2 separate regions of the Mus musculus genome follow, and region 1 is linked to region 2. The links are chromatin contacts, called in public HiChIP or PLAC-seq maps. All regions are on one chromosome and are shown on one strand. Each heading gives the region's core, a stretch centred on a gene start, on an enhancer-like site or on the middle of the called end of the contact. The rest is flanking DNA. Distances are from core to core; before and after follow the strand shown. Region 1 overlaps Arhgef38 (Rho guanine nucleotide exchange factor (GEF) 38). Region 2 overlaps Tbck (TBC1 domain containing kinase).

What was found. HiChIP or PLAC-seq counts read pairs in DNA pulled down with a chosen protein or histone mark.
Region 1: an HNF4G HiChIP or PLAC-seq map of pancreatic cancer cells shows a contact between it and region 2. The contact joins two enhancer-like sites. A contact is called at or near these places in 1 of 15 datasets of contacts at CTCF or cohesin (the NIH/3T3 cell line) and 1 of 115 datasets of contacts at active chromatin or transcription factors (pancreatic cancer cells).

Annotation. Positions count from the first base shown.
Region 1 is chr3:133,209,880-133,213,524 of GRCm38.p6, reverse strand. All of the region lies in intron 1 of Arhgef38 (Rho guanine nucleotide exchange factor (GEF) 38), which reads left to right. Among named protein-coding and RNA genes, the nearest start is that of Arhgef38, 23 kb to the left of the region's middle. Within about 2 kb of position 1,949, at least 24 of the 459 cell types and tissues checked have an H3K27ac peak or open chromatin away from gene starts, as enhancers often do. A contact at or near this core is called in pancreatic cancer cells, where this site is marked.
Region 2 is chr3:132,789,965-132,793,617 of GRCm38.p6, reverse strand. The region is part of intron 23 of Tbck (TBC1 domain containing kinase); the gene reads right to left. Among named protein-coding and RNA genes, the nearest start is that of Gm30294, 14 kb to the right of the region's middle. Within about 2 kb of position 2,312, at least 39 of the 459 cell types and tissues checked have an H3K27ac peak or open chromatin away from gene starts, as enhancers often do. A contact at or near this core is called in pancreatic cancer cells, where this site is marked.

The DNA.
Region 1 (3,645 bases), core at 700-3,199, 420 kb before region 2:
AATTCCACAAAGTTGTCTTCTCATCTCCATAAGTGCCCCCCATCTCTCCCTTCTCTCTTTCCCCTCCCCTCTTCATCTCTTTCACACACACTAATAGTAATAAATATAATTTAAAACTATTTCTAAAGGAAATTGTTTTAAAAATAAAGTTCACTTTAAAAGTGCAAAAGAAATGTAAATGAGCTAAATACCTAATAAAAAATGGAAAAAAAATAAAAGTGCAAAAGGGAGTTGCAGAAAATATGAGTGAGCCTACTAATGTTGAAAATAAAATAAATGAAGTATAATAATCATATGCCTGTCTATGCATGGAAATATTCTTGGAGAGATTATACACTAAACCATAACAGAGCTGTTAATACAGTGAAAACCATACTACAACTACAAAAGAGAACACAGCTACTCATTAATAACCATTTACCTGGCATGTGCTGTATATATGTTATACTTTGCAAATGCTTAATAAACACCAATTCATTTAACTCTCAAACTGCCTTATAAGGTTGGGTATCATTGTCCTTAATTTATAGATGATGAATTTTACATATAAAATGTTAGACTTTGCTGAAGAAAACAGCTCTAACAAATAGTAGAGGCAAAATTTGAATTCACATTTTTTTTCTGGCTCTGAACTCTATGTACTTAACTCTATGTACTTATCTTTGATAATAGTTATTATTACAAATATATATTACTTTACAGTTTGAAAAAATAATGTCTTAAATCTACCCCAAATAGCAACAGCGGTAGTAATGTTAGCAGCAACAAATACATAGCTAATTCTATGCACAACCTGGCTACCAGTGAAGGACGCCTTCGGTCTCTCCTCACCCAACATCCATTACCACTGAACATCTTTTCAAATCCTTGTATCCATAAAAGGCCAGAGTCTTCCTCATGTCTGTACCCTGCCCCAGCAAGTTCTCAGGATTCTAAAGATCATCTCAGTCCTCACAGAGACTTCCATATTTATTTCCTCTTTCTTTACCATCTGATCTGTCCATGTTAGAAACTCACATACCTCTTGTCTAGCTGTCAAGTATAAAACAATGGGACAAGCATCTGCCTTGGGTGGCCGAAAGCTGAATTGGATGTGTCTGGATATGGGATGGATTATATCCCAGGAAGCCTATCACAAATTGAAGATGTGTAAAAGGAGAATTCAAGCAGTAAGGATAATGTGAAGAACATTGCAGCTTAACTCAGTCTATTTTATATGCACCCCAAACTCATATTTGGGCAAAATAACCTAAGGAAAGTATACTGGACACTAAAGTGTGGCTATTTCCTGCCATGTACTGAATATTGTATAGGAAGTAAAATACAGTACAGGGTAGTTTTTACTTTCAAGGCTTGTAACACCAGTGATTTAAGGAGAGCCTGATATGAACACTATAGAATAAAGAATCCCAGGGCTTCCTTGCCTATGGGGAAGCTTAACATTTGTGTTGTTTTAAAGAATGTCCACACAAGCTGCTCGCTGCATTCCATATTCTCTACAACATGGTGGCAGCTGTCGTTTATCCTTGGCTTTGAAGGCTGACAAAAATCTAATTAATTAAATTTGATAAAAATAACTTAAATTCATCACTCACACTCCAAGGAAAATGTTTGTGGGTGTCAGAGTTGGAGAATGGCAGAGAGAACCTACACACATTGCTCCTTTGACACCCAGGGGTGTTTTGGGTGATAAGAACTTAAAGGTTCCTTTACTCTCAGCTGTATGCTGTTTGTGTAGCTGCTTGCTGACTGGGATGGTAGCTGTTGGCTGTACTGGGCTACAAATATGTTTCTATGTAAAAACTTGGTGAAAACTTGAATACACACAAAGTCTAAAGGCGAGAAAAAGCTTGTAAAAGAAAACTTGGTGTCCACAGTAGGTACGCTGTGGAGAGTTTGTTAGTTTAAGAACGGAAGCAAACATCAAGATGTTTGAAGAGCTAACCATAAAATGATGCAAGATGAATCTTTGTTCCTGCAATAAACTTGAGTCAGAAGAACAAACAAAGACATCTAGAAGGTTGCTCAACTTTAGCTTCTGTGAAAAGGTTTTTGCTCCTGAAAAACATTTTTGAAACTGAATATCTTGACCAACATCCCATGACAGCTCAAAGGGCCCCCAGGGTCCACATTTATGACCAAGTTGCTAAGTAACACAAGAAAAAAAAAAACTAAGTCATTTTTAATTGAATAAAAGAATCTGTTTTGTGGCAACCAACAGATTGGGAAAAGATCTTTACTAATCCCACATCTGATAGAGGGCTAATATTCAATATATACAAAGAACTCAAGAAGTTAGACTCCAGAGAACCAAATAACCCTATTTAAAAATGGGGAACAGAGGCCGGGTATGGTGGCACACGCCTTTAATCCCAACTTGGGAGGCAGAGGCAAGCAAATTTCTGAGCTTGAGGCCACCCTGGTCTACAGAGTGAGTTCCAGGACAGCCAGGGCTACACAGAGAAACCCTGTATCAAAAAATAAAAATTAAAAAAAATGGGGAACAGAGCTAAACAGAAAATTCTCAATTGAGGAAACTCGAATGGCCAAGAAGCACCTAAAGAAATATTCAACATCCTTAGTTATCAGAGAAATGCAAATCAAAACAACCCTGAGATTCCACCCCACACCAGTCAGAATGGCTAAGATCAAAAATTCAGGTGACAGCAGATGCTGGCAAGAATGTGGAGAAAAAAGAACACTCCTCTGGTGGGATTGCAAACTGGTACAACCACTCTGGAAATCAGTTAGGTGGTTCCTCAGAAAATTGGACATAGTACTACTGGAGGATTCAGCAATACCCCTACTGGGCATATACCCAGAAGAGGCTCCAACATGTAATAAGGACACATGTTCCACTATGTTCATAGCAGCCATATTTATAATAGCCAGGAGCTGGAAATAACCCAGATGTCCTCCAAAAGAGGAATGGATACAGAAAATGTGATACATTTACACAATGGAGTAATACCCAGCTATTAAAAACAATGGCTTCATGAAAATTCACAGGCAAATGGATGGAACTTGAAATTATCCTGCGTGAGGTAACTCAGTCACAAAAGAACATACATGGTATACACTCACTGATAAGTGGATAGTAGCCATCCCATATACAGTCATCAAAATCCTGACGCTAATTGTGGATGCCAGAAAGTGCTTGCTGACAGGAGCCTGATATGGCTGTGTCCTGAGACACTCTGCCAGAGCATGACAAATACAGAGGAGGATGCTAGCAGCCAGCCATAGGACTGAGTGTGGAGTCCCCAGTGGGGGAGTTGGAGAAAGAACTGAAGGAACTGAGGGGGGTTTTAAGTCCCATGGAGAAACAACAGTGTAAATCGACCAAACCCCTAAGGAGCTCCAGGGGACTAGACCACCAACCAAAGAGTACACATGGAGGGACCCGTGGCTCTGGCCGAATATGTGGCAGATGGTTTTGTTGGCATCACTGGGAGTAGAGTCGCTTGGGCCTGATGTCCCAGTGTAGGGGAATGCCAGGGTGGGCAGACAGGAGTGGGTGGGTGGGGGAGTACCCTCATAGAGGCAGGGTGAGGGGGATGGGATAGGGAGGGTTGTGAAGGGGAGACCTGGAAAGGGGAAAACATTTTAAATGTAAATAAAGAAAATATCCAATAAAAAGTCCTA
Region 2 (3,653 bases), core at 1,063-3,562:
CAGGTATTAGGAGAGGTTTCTTTCCTACCTCCACACTGCAGCTCCTAATGCAAATCCCAGCATTTCCTCACAGGTCATTCCAGAGACTGGAAAGATACATCGCTACTCTAAAACTTTAGTAAACTGGCCATCAGAGGCCCCGTCAGCCCTTGGCACCATCAGAACACACAATGGGGAATGGGAAAGCTTTCTGTCCTAGTCTATGGCCTGCAGATTAAACTTAGTACAGAGAGGCTTGACTCAAGATTGTCCATTGGACCAAGGGGAAGGTCCCTTTTATCTATAGCAGGTCCTGGACTGCATCAACAAATGCCACATGTCTCATTCTTACTGAAATTTCCTGAGGATATTTCCATCCATACAGAAGGCAGATATCACAGCTACAAGCCCCATCACCACTTATACTAACCTACACAAAATAGAAAAAGTCTCCTCTACATCCTATAACTCAAAGAGGGCGGAGACCAGTGCCACAAATTCAAATGTTCCATGCCCCTTCCTCTACAGTACACAGAACTGAGACCATTTATGCTGATGTTTTGGGATCTGGTGAAAGCATCAGCTATGGCTCTAATCTCTATAAAACCAGCTAACAGTGCTGTGAGACCAAGCACCAAATGGGGATTGCCTCATGGGACCTAAGTATCATAGAGTTTAGGTTCCACAATGTTGAGTTCAAGGTTACTATTACCACAGAAGTCAGCATGACCTGTACTCATCCTAGATGTCAGAGAGAAAGTTCTACACTATTCTCTAAGAATATGGCTCTAAGGAATGGTTGCTGATGTCAGAGGCCCAGGTATCTCCTGCATTTATCCTGAAGGTCCTGGAGAATGTCTTCACTTTCTATAGATCAGGAACTATGGTAGGTGTTATTAGAAACTATAGCATTGCTCTTCTTGTACTGAGGGACCAAGGGATAGTTCTCTCCATATTCTGCATCATCAACACTACAAATACAACTGCAAGCACTGGTGCCACCAGGGCTCAAGTATGTATTGCTAATGGACATGTCACTTTGCTTATGTCCACTGAAAACCTATGACAATTTTGGGATCATTGCATTCTAGACACTTGACACCAAAGCTGAAGAAACTGAGAGATGTGCTAGTGAGCTGCCTATAACTGAACCCGATGCACCTACCAACTGATAGATCCATACAAACAAAACCTTTCGTACAAAAGCTACTTCATAAAATAGTCAGAGTAAGTAAATATTACACCAAATATGTAGACATCAGTTCGAGGAGAGAGCATCAGAGGAAGCCTAATGCCCTTAACGAAAACAATCTTTCAGAAAAAGATCTCAGAGAAAAAGCTAAGGATGCCTGAAAAAAAATGTAAAGCAATGATTTGAACTTAGTGACATACAAAGCAAAACACATGAATGATACAAAGAAATGAGAAAAACAATTCAAGGTACAAGTGAGAAATTCACCAAAGACACAGAATCTGTACAACAAACAAACAAAAAACAAAGACTGATCTTCGAACTAAAACCCTGAAAAAAAAAAAAAAAGTAATAGCTTCCACAAAAGACTACAACAAGTGGAAGGGTTTCTGATGTGGAGGACACGCCTTCCGAGTTAACCTCAGGCATAGCAGTAGTTAGATAGGAAAAGGAGGGAGAATGAAAAGAACAGAGAACTTATGGACTTTATGGAATACTACCAAATGGACAACTTTCACACTACAGGAATCCCAGCAGATGAAAAGGGAGTGTATTGAGAACAATCTCAGTGATTTTTCACAGCTCCAACTATATGGATGACTATGTATAAAAAATCCAAAGGACCGCCTGCAAGCTACCAACATGGAGCTTTAACCAAGTGTTTTCCTCTTTCCTGCTGTCACATGTGAATGTGGTCCCATGTGTGACGTCAGAGGATAAGTGCAGGCAGTGGTCTTCACCTTCCATCTTGTTTCAGACAGGGTCTCTTAATTTTCACTGTTGTGTACCAGGCCTGCTGGCTAATGAGTCTCTGGGGTTCTCCTGTCTCTGCCTCCTATTCCTCCATGTATACATCTTTTACCAGCAGCAATAGGACACATTTTTTTTTTCATCCAACAGCAGTAGGACACATGTTTTCCCTCTCTTATCAATGCACGGAACAATCTTTAGGGCACATCATCAAATGTGGTGGCTAGTACAAACATCAAATAGACATCTAAGTGATTAGTAGACCACATTTCTGGGTGTGCTTGAAAGGAATTTCCACGGAAAGTTTGCTTATGAAGGTACTGACATAGTGTAGCGATTGGTTGATGATTCATAATATGATGGTATTAGGATGTGGTTACGTCAGGAGGTTGGGCCCAGTTAGAGGAAGTGTGTCACTGTGTTAATGAGGACAATAAATTGTCCTGCTCTTTTCTACAGTCCCTCTCTTTTCTTTTATCCAGCCATGAGTAAACAGATCCCTTAGTATACACTCCTACTGTCATTATATTCTGCTCAAGCTTATGGGTCCAGAAATCAATAAAGCCAGGACCCAAATAAATAGTTCTACCCTTAAGATGTTCTGTCAGGCAATATATATAAAAACACAGACTTTTTTTTTTTTTCAAAAGACAGGGTTTCTTTTTGTAGCCCTGGGTATACTGGAACTTACTCTGTAGACCCAGTAGGCCTCCAACTCACAGAGATGTACCTGTCTCTGTCTCCTGAGTGCTGGGATTAAAAGTGTATGCCACCACTGCCTAGCTAAGTTTTAATAAACTTTTAAAAACAGAAATTATGGGAAATTTTAGAGATGCCTCAATGGTTAAGAGCACTGACTGCTCTTCCAGAGGTCCTGAGTTCAATTCACAACAAACACATAGTGGCTCACAACCATCTGTAATGGGATCTGATGTGTGTCTGAAGACAGCTACAGTGTACTCATATAAATAAAATAAATACATCTTTAAACCAAACCAAACCAAACCAAACTGAAACCGTGACATTTTCTCATAATGGGAGAGAAGCACAGAGTGGCCACAGTAGAAAGTATGCACATAGATGGGAATTCAGTAACACGCTCCTAAAAGTCCAGTGGCTAACTGGAGAAGTTAAAAAAGAAATACAAAATGCTATAAGAATGAAAATGACCCTAACATACCAGAGTCTATGAAGTCTGGGTAAAGAAGCACATTACAGAGAAGCATGCAGTAGTACATGGGCAAATCAAAGGCGCTACCCCACAGACTCCGCAGCACACTAACAATCTGGAGTGAGAGCAAAGAAAATCCAAACGAGAGAAAAGACTGACAACCAGAATGGAAATTTTAAAAACTACAATCAATCAAAGCAGCTTCTTGTTGTTTATAAGACAGGCTTTGCCTTTGCAGCCCAGGTGACCTAGATCTCCCTGTCTGTCTCCACAGTGGGGAGATGACAGACATGGGCCACCATGTTCTGTGACCAGCATGCTGAGTGATGGAGCTGTGGGTTTTGAAAAGGTAAATGAGAACGACTAAATGTTCTGCTCTAACAAGGAAGATGGAGAAGACTCAAAGTCAGAGATGAAACAAGGTTTCTCACAGCACAGAAATGCAAAGGACCATGAGAGACCCATATTAGATACTAACAATGTGGACGGCCTACAAGAAATGGATACGTTTCTGAATACACACTATCAAATTAGAAATCTAAATATGCAAATAGTGAGCAG